Regions from separate parts of the Mus musculus genome. Here region 1 is linked to region 2. A link is a contact called in public ChIA-PET data. All regions are on one chromosome and are shown on one strand. Each heading gives the region's core, a stretch centred on a gene start, on an enhancer-like site or on the middle of the called end of the contact. The rest is flanking DNA. Distances are from core to core; before and after follow the strand shown. Region 1 overlaps Fchsd2 (FCH and double SH3 domains 2). Region 2 has its middle 42 kb from the start of Fchsd2.

Evidence for each region. ChIA-PET counts read pairs in DNA pulled down with a chosen protein or histone mark.
Region 1: a contact with region 2 is called in an H3K27ac ChIA-PET map of liver, with 4 times the contacts expected there. The contact joins two enhancer-like sites. A contact is called at or near these places in 1 of 15 datasets of contacts at CTCF or cohesin (CD8 T cells), 1 of 484 Hi-C or Micro-C datasets (MC3T3-E1-derived osteoblasts), 5 of 115 datasets of contacts at active chromatin or transcription factors (bone marrow-derived macrophages, embryonic stem cells, fibro-adipogenic progenitors and 2 more) and 2 of 9 other capture datasets (adipose tissue and pancreatic islet).

The regions. Positions count from the first base shown.
Region 1 is chr7:101,184,579-101,187,599 of GRCm38.p6, forward strand. It overlaps Fchsd2 (FCH and double SH3 domains 2), which reads left to right. Exons shown (of 20, transcript NM_001146010.1): 5 at 1,810-1,954. Among named protein-coding and RNA genes, the nearest start is that of Gm50587, 72 kb to the right of the region's middle. Within about 2 kb of position 1,388, at least 11 of the 459 cell types and tissues checked have an H3K27ac peak or open chromatin away from gene starts, as enhancers often do. A contact at or near this core is called in liver, where this site is marked.
Region 2 is chr7:101,065,045-101,068,031 of GRCm38.p6, forward strand. No RefSeq gene overlaps it. Among named protein-coding and RNA genes, the nearest start is that of Fchsd2, 42 kb to the right of the region's middle. Within about 2 kb of position 1,732, at least 96 of the 459 cell types and tissues checked have an H3K27ac peak or open chromatin away from gene starts, as enhancers often do. A contact at or near this core is called in liver, where this site is marked.

The sequences.
Region 1 (3,021 bases), core at 138-2,637, 120 kb after region 2:
CAATGCTACATGGTTACATTACTTGAGCCAGGCATGTTGGTGCATCCTTATAATTCCCAACACTCTGAGAGGCTGAGGCCAGAGTACTGTGGCAAGTGTGATGTTGGGTTGAGCTTCATAGTGAATTTTGGGCTAGCTAGGGTTACAGAATGAGACCCTGTTCCAAAATATCAAACAAACAGATCTAGAACTTAAGCCCAAGTGTCTGGCTGGTATCTAAATTCTATGCCTTTCATAGCAGGAACCTCATTGTCCAGGGTATGATTGCTAATAGAAATCTAGTAATTTCAAAGCATGTTTTTTAGTGAGAAGACCTGTCTTTATTGTACATTTCGTATGAAATGTGTATATATTCATTCATGAATTCCTTTTTAAATCTGATACATACTATTCTGTTTGCAACACAGTTGTCCACAAGCACATCACTCCGCTTCTTTCATGGAGTTTTCACTTCATAGGAAAATTAATTTTTCTATAATTAAGCAGTGTTATACAAATACTTGTTTTTAGCTGGTATGTGGTGGCACACACCTTTAATTCCAGCACTTGGGAGACAGTAGCTGGTGGATTTCTGCATTTAAGTTCAGCCTAGTCTCCAGAGCAAGTTCCAGGACAGCCAGAACTACACAGAGAAACTCTGAAATTTTTTTTTCTTCAATGTTGAGGAAAAATATCTGTTATTTGACTGTATGGTAGTTTATGAGTCCTATCAATTGTCAGGCAGGGAGACCATGGAAGACTGCTGTATTAACTCCATTCATGATTTTATGCTTATGCAATACAGTGAATCTTGCAAAGAAGCAAGTATATGCTCATATCTAAACCAGGTGAATATACTATATGGAGTAATACCTAAGACTCATTGGTTGAAGATCATTGTTTATCAAGCTTTTGGTTTGTTCTTGATTTGTTTTAGATTGGCTTGGCTTTTTGAGACAGTGTCTCATGTGGCTATGGCTGACTAGGAATTTGCTGCCTAGACCAGAATGACCTCAAACTAGCTTGGGTTTTTCTTTTTCTGTCTCAATACTATCATCTGTTTATATCTTATATATATTGTATAATCCTGTCATTGTCATAGAAAAATTATTTTAGATATGAGGGGAATTCAGAAAGTAAATCTATCAGTTTTAGTGTATGTCATTTAAAAAATGAAGTGCCATTTATTCTTATAAGTTATAAAATATGCTTATAATGGAAGAAAACTCTAGAACTGACTAAAGCTTTTGGTAAATTAGAGAAAAAATGGTTTGAAACAGAAGTTGGCTTAAACAAAAAAAAGTAAAAGATGACTAAATTGACTTTACCAAGAGGTTCTCAGCACAGTATCAGGCAGGGTGTGAGATTTGCTCAGAGCAACTCCAGAGCAGTGTCATGCTGGCCAGGCATGTCACAGCAGAGACAGATGCAGAGCACTGCCACTGGCTTCTTTCTGTCTCAGGCACATAGTGGTCTGTACAGTTTTTCTGGCTGAATAGGCAGTGTAGTTGAAAGAGAATGCGCTTTAGAGGAGTCCAGACTTCATCTTCATTTCAGTGCAGCACATTCTTGAGCGACCTAGTTATCCTCTAAGTCTGAGCCTTATTCACCTTATCTGTAAAATAGGAAATTACCCACAATGAAGGAATATCATTTGTTCATGACATTGAAAGTCCACAACACTCACTCATTTTATAGTTTCATTTTGTCTCAAACTGTAATGTTGCTGTTCTACTTCATTATTAATAACAGACAACTAAAATCCCTTACTACAACTACAATCCCTTATTCTTCCCTGCCTAATACTTGTCTATCCCTCTTTGAATTTAGGAGTATGTATCCTGTTTGGAAATCTTTTCTCGAGGGAACAATGCAGGTAGCCCAGTCTCGGATCAATATATGTGAAAACTATAAAAACTTCATTTCTGAACCTGCAAGAGCAGTAAGAAGCTTAAAAGAACAGCAACTAAAACGGGTATTGTTTCTATTTTCTTTCTTCTGTTATATGTATTTTAATATTTATAATCAGTAAGATTATGCTAAATTACATTTAAAATTTAGGACTTTTAAACATTCACAAATGTTCCTGGGTAGCATTTTACCAGGATTTTTCAACATGTGCCTTTTTTGTTTGTTTTATTTTATCTTTTTGAGACAGGGTTTCTCGATTTAGCTCTGGCCGTTTTGGAAATTGCTCTTATAGACCAGGGCCTCACAATCACAGAAGTCTGCCTGCCTCTGCCTACTGAGCGCTGGGACTAAAGGTGTGCGCCACCACTGCCCAGATCCACGTGCTTTTTAACTGAAATGTTTTGTTAGCTGATAAAGTTGAATATAATCTAAATTTGTAGAAATTTAGAATGCTCAATAAATACTTCTTGGGAATAAGGCTTATGCCAGGCACCACTTATGCTGGGGTTGGTGGTGCACACTTTAAATTCCAGCACTTTGGAAAGAGACTGAACAGATCATTGTGAGTTCAAGGCCAACCTGGTCTATGTAGCAAGTTCTAGGCCAGATAGGCTTATAGAGTAAGAACATTTAAATAGCTCAAGTAAATATAGATACATAGTTTTACAGTATGATTTGATGTGTGTTAAAGTATTTACATTTTTATCCCATTAAGTCTTGAAAAAGTTTCATTAATTAGTCTTAATTTCAAGTTGGGCCATTTTGGGAAACTCAAAAGAAATTGACACATTTTGCCTAATATACTAGTAACTTTAATTTTTGGAAGTTAGTATACCCAGAATGGTGGTACACACCTTTAAACCCAGCATTTGAGATACATAGGCACATGGATCTTTACCAGTTTCAGACCAGCCTGGTATACATAGTGAGTTCCAGGCCAGCCAGAGCTACATAAGATTCTATCTCACATGTTGCCTCTAAAAAAGACCAGTGACTAGTCTAAGAGTAGCTGGATATTGTGATACATACTTACTATTCAGGAGGCCAAAGCAGGGACATTGCAAATTTGAGGCCTGTCTAAATTACAAAGCCAAATTGAAGACTGAGCTATCAAATATGAAAAATACTCTG
Region 2 (2,987 bases), core at 482-2,981:
TAATTTGCTGTGTGGCCAAGAACAAGGTGCTTTGCTTCTCTGAACCTGTTTTCTCCGATTTGTTAATGTGGGCAAAAACATTTGCCTTTGAGGCAATTGCCTTTGAGGTTATCCAGATAAGAAAGGCCTTGTGTGTCACAGGCCTGTTGCATAACAGGGACTCTGTAAAAGGGACTGCTCTTTCCTCTCCCCAGGTGACAATGATGGGAAGGGAGCAGCCCTGGGCTGAGGGGTCAGGACACTTGGATCTGGTGGCTGGTTTTGTGGCTCTCACTGAGTCATCTGGAGAGACCTGCTTCTTTCTGCAATTCAGTTTGTTATTTGAAATATAAGGCAGAGGGGCCGGATGGTCCTGGTCTGTTTGTGTGTCACCATGGCACAAGCTAGAGTTTTCTGAGAGCGAGGGACCTCTAAGCAGCTCTGTAGGGCATTTTCTAGATTAATGATTGATGTGGGAGGACCTAGTCCACTGTGGCCATGCCACACCTGACCAGTGGGTGCAGGTAGCCTACGAAAGCAGATGGACACCTAGTTTGGTAGCACATGCCTTTAATCTCAGTACTCAGAAGGTGAGGCACAGGGATGTGTGTGAGTTCCAGGACAGCCAGAGCTACATAGAGGGACCATGTCTCAGAAAAAAACAACAACTACAAAAAGAAAGCAGGCAGAGCAAGCTGTGGGGAACAAACGACAGCAACGGTCCTCCATGGCCTCTGCTTCAGTTCCTGCCTCCAGGTTCCTTGTATTCCTGCCCTGACTTGCCCTCAGGACAGACTAAAGACTGTAAGCTGGAATAAGCCTTTCCTGCCCAACTTGGCTTTGGTCATTCTGTTTATCACAGTGATAGAAAGTAAGCATAAATAAATAAATAAACAAAGCTTGAGTGTGGCAGGAAATGGTCTATCTTGAGAGACAGGCCCCCAGCTTGAAGCTGGACCCTGCTATTGATGCACCAGATGGCCTAAGACATGCCCCTCTCCCTTTAGACTTCAATCTTCCCATCCCTGAAACTGCAGCAGGCTCTGAAGCCCCTTTAGCTACGATGATCTGGGTCCAAGGTTCCTACAGTGTCATATTCCCAGGTAGAGCTCCTGAGTCTGGGCTACCTGTCTGCTTGCTCATATCAACTGTCTCAGCTCTCGCCCTCTCCCTGTCAGAACTTCTGGACTTCGCCCTCACAGTCTCTACTTCCTCGCCTTATCCAAGACCAAAGAGGCTTGAGACTGTTCCCCGGTTGCTCTTCTTAGCACTGAGTATCTTAGAGTCTCTCTAGAAGCTTCTCCTTAGAAGTCTTAGGGTTTTCTCCTCCAGGAGCCCATTCACTTCACTTAATACATTGGATACTTGGGGACATGCCTATCCCAGCACATGGGGAGTGGGGAGAGATCCAGCGTGGCTCTTATGTGAGTTCCAGGATAGCCAGAACTACATAGTGAGATCCTGTTTCACCTTGCCCCCTACAAACAACACTTGTCAGAGGAGTTCCCTGAGCAGTGGTGAGTACTGTGGGCACATGTTCTCATTCCCCTGCCTCTGAGAAACCCCTTTTAAAGAAGCTCTGTAGAAACACACAGTGCAGATTGGAGAACAGGAACAGAGAAATTTAGCATGTTGCTTGTCCTTGGAGATGTATCCAGAGAACTAAAGCATTCTGAGCTCTGGAATAAGAGGAAGAAGGTGGCCCTGCTGGGTTGGTCTGGTCTTGCCCAATAGGCAAAGGGTAGAGTCACACTGTCATACCCACGTGTACACACAAGCAGCTACCTGGAGGCAGTGACAGACTAGTAAGCAGGCTCCTGAAAGCAACGTTACAAAACTTGGCCAGCTGCTGCCTTCAATCAGAGAGAGGGCTGCTCAAGTGGGAAACCTGGTTTACCCTGCTGGACCTCCATCAGGGCCTGCCCCATCTGGACTTTAGTCTCCTCCTGGAGACTCAGCCAGACACAGAACTCAAAGCTGCCCCATCCATCAGGAAATAAGAAAAGGTCTAAGTAGGTGTAGCTAGGCAGCCCCCTAGAGTAGGGGTTCCTCTGATCACCTTCAAGCCAAGCCCAGTTGCCCACAGAAGTCTATACACTCATCAGCACACAAGTGTCCCTAGGGGCAGGGGTTGAGTCATCTTGAACTCCAGGGCCCATTTTAGGACTTGGCAAAATACAGACACTTTAAAAGTTCCTTCACTCTCTGCCCTATTTCGAGTCTTCCCAGCACTGACCCATCAGGGCTGTAGCAGGACCTCCTTCCAACAGAAACAAAGAGGCCTTAGAGTGGGCAGTCCCTGGCTCCAGGGTGGAATGCTAACGTTAGTCCAAAGCAGATCCTGAGGGGAGCAGAGCTGCAGATCTATGGATAAAGCCTTGACAGGCCCTGATTCCTTTGTTTCTGTCCAAATCCCTACATGATTCCCGGGCCCCAGCATATAGTCAGCCTTCGGCTGGCTAGATATAAGGTATTCAGCCGAAGTGCTAGGACTTTCTGCTTCCCCCTCCTTGGGTACTTTCCTTCACTCTGCCCTAGGAACTCAACAGGCTCTGAAGGTCATGGGCCACAGAACACCAACGTGACCTTTACTCAACAAGCTCCAGCTATGGAAAGGATAAAGGCCACTGTTCTCTACCTGGTGACTGTCACATGCTGGATTTCCTGTGAAGCACATCACAGATGCTACACATCCACACAGGACACTGGAGGAGTTAAGAGTCAAGATGTGGCTCTATTCACTGCCCCTGCACTAGACCAGTGTCACCAAAACAGCTGGGGCCAATGAGTGCATCATTACATATGCAAACCGAGATGATGCTTCCCCACACAGAAGTGAGGTCTTTTGGACACAGGTCTCACTATGGAGTGTTAGTTGGCCTAGAACTGACTGGCTTTGAACCCACAGAACTCTTCCTGATGCTGCCACCCATGTGCTAGGATTGACAGCTATGGCTACTGTTCACAGCTTTTGTATAAGCCATAGAGTAGAGAGGTTTTTGTGGGTT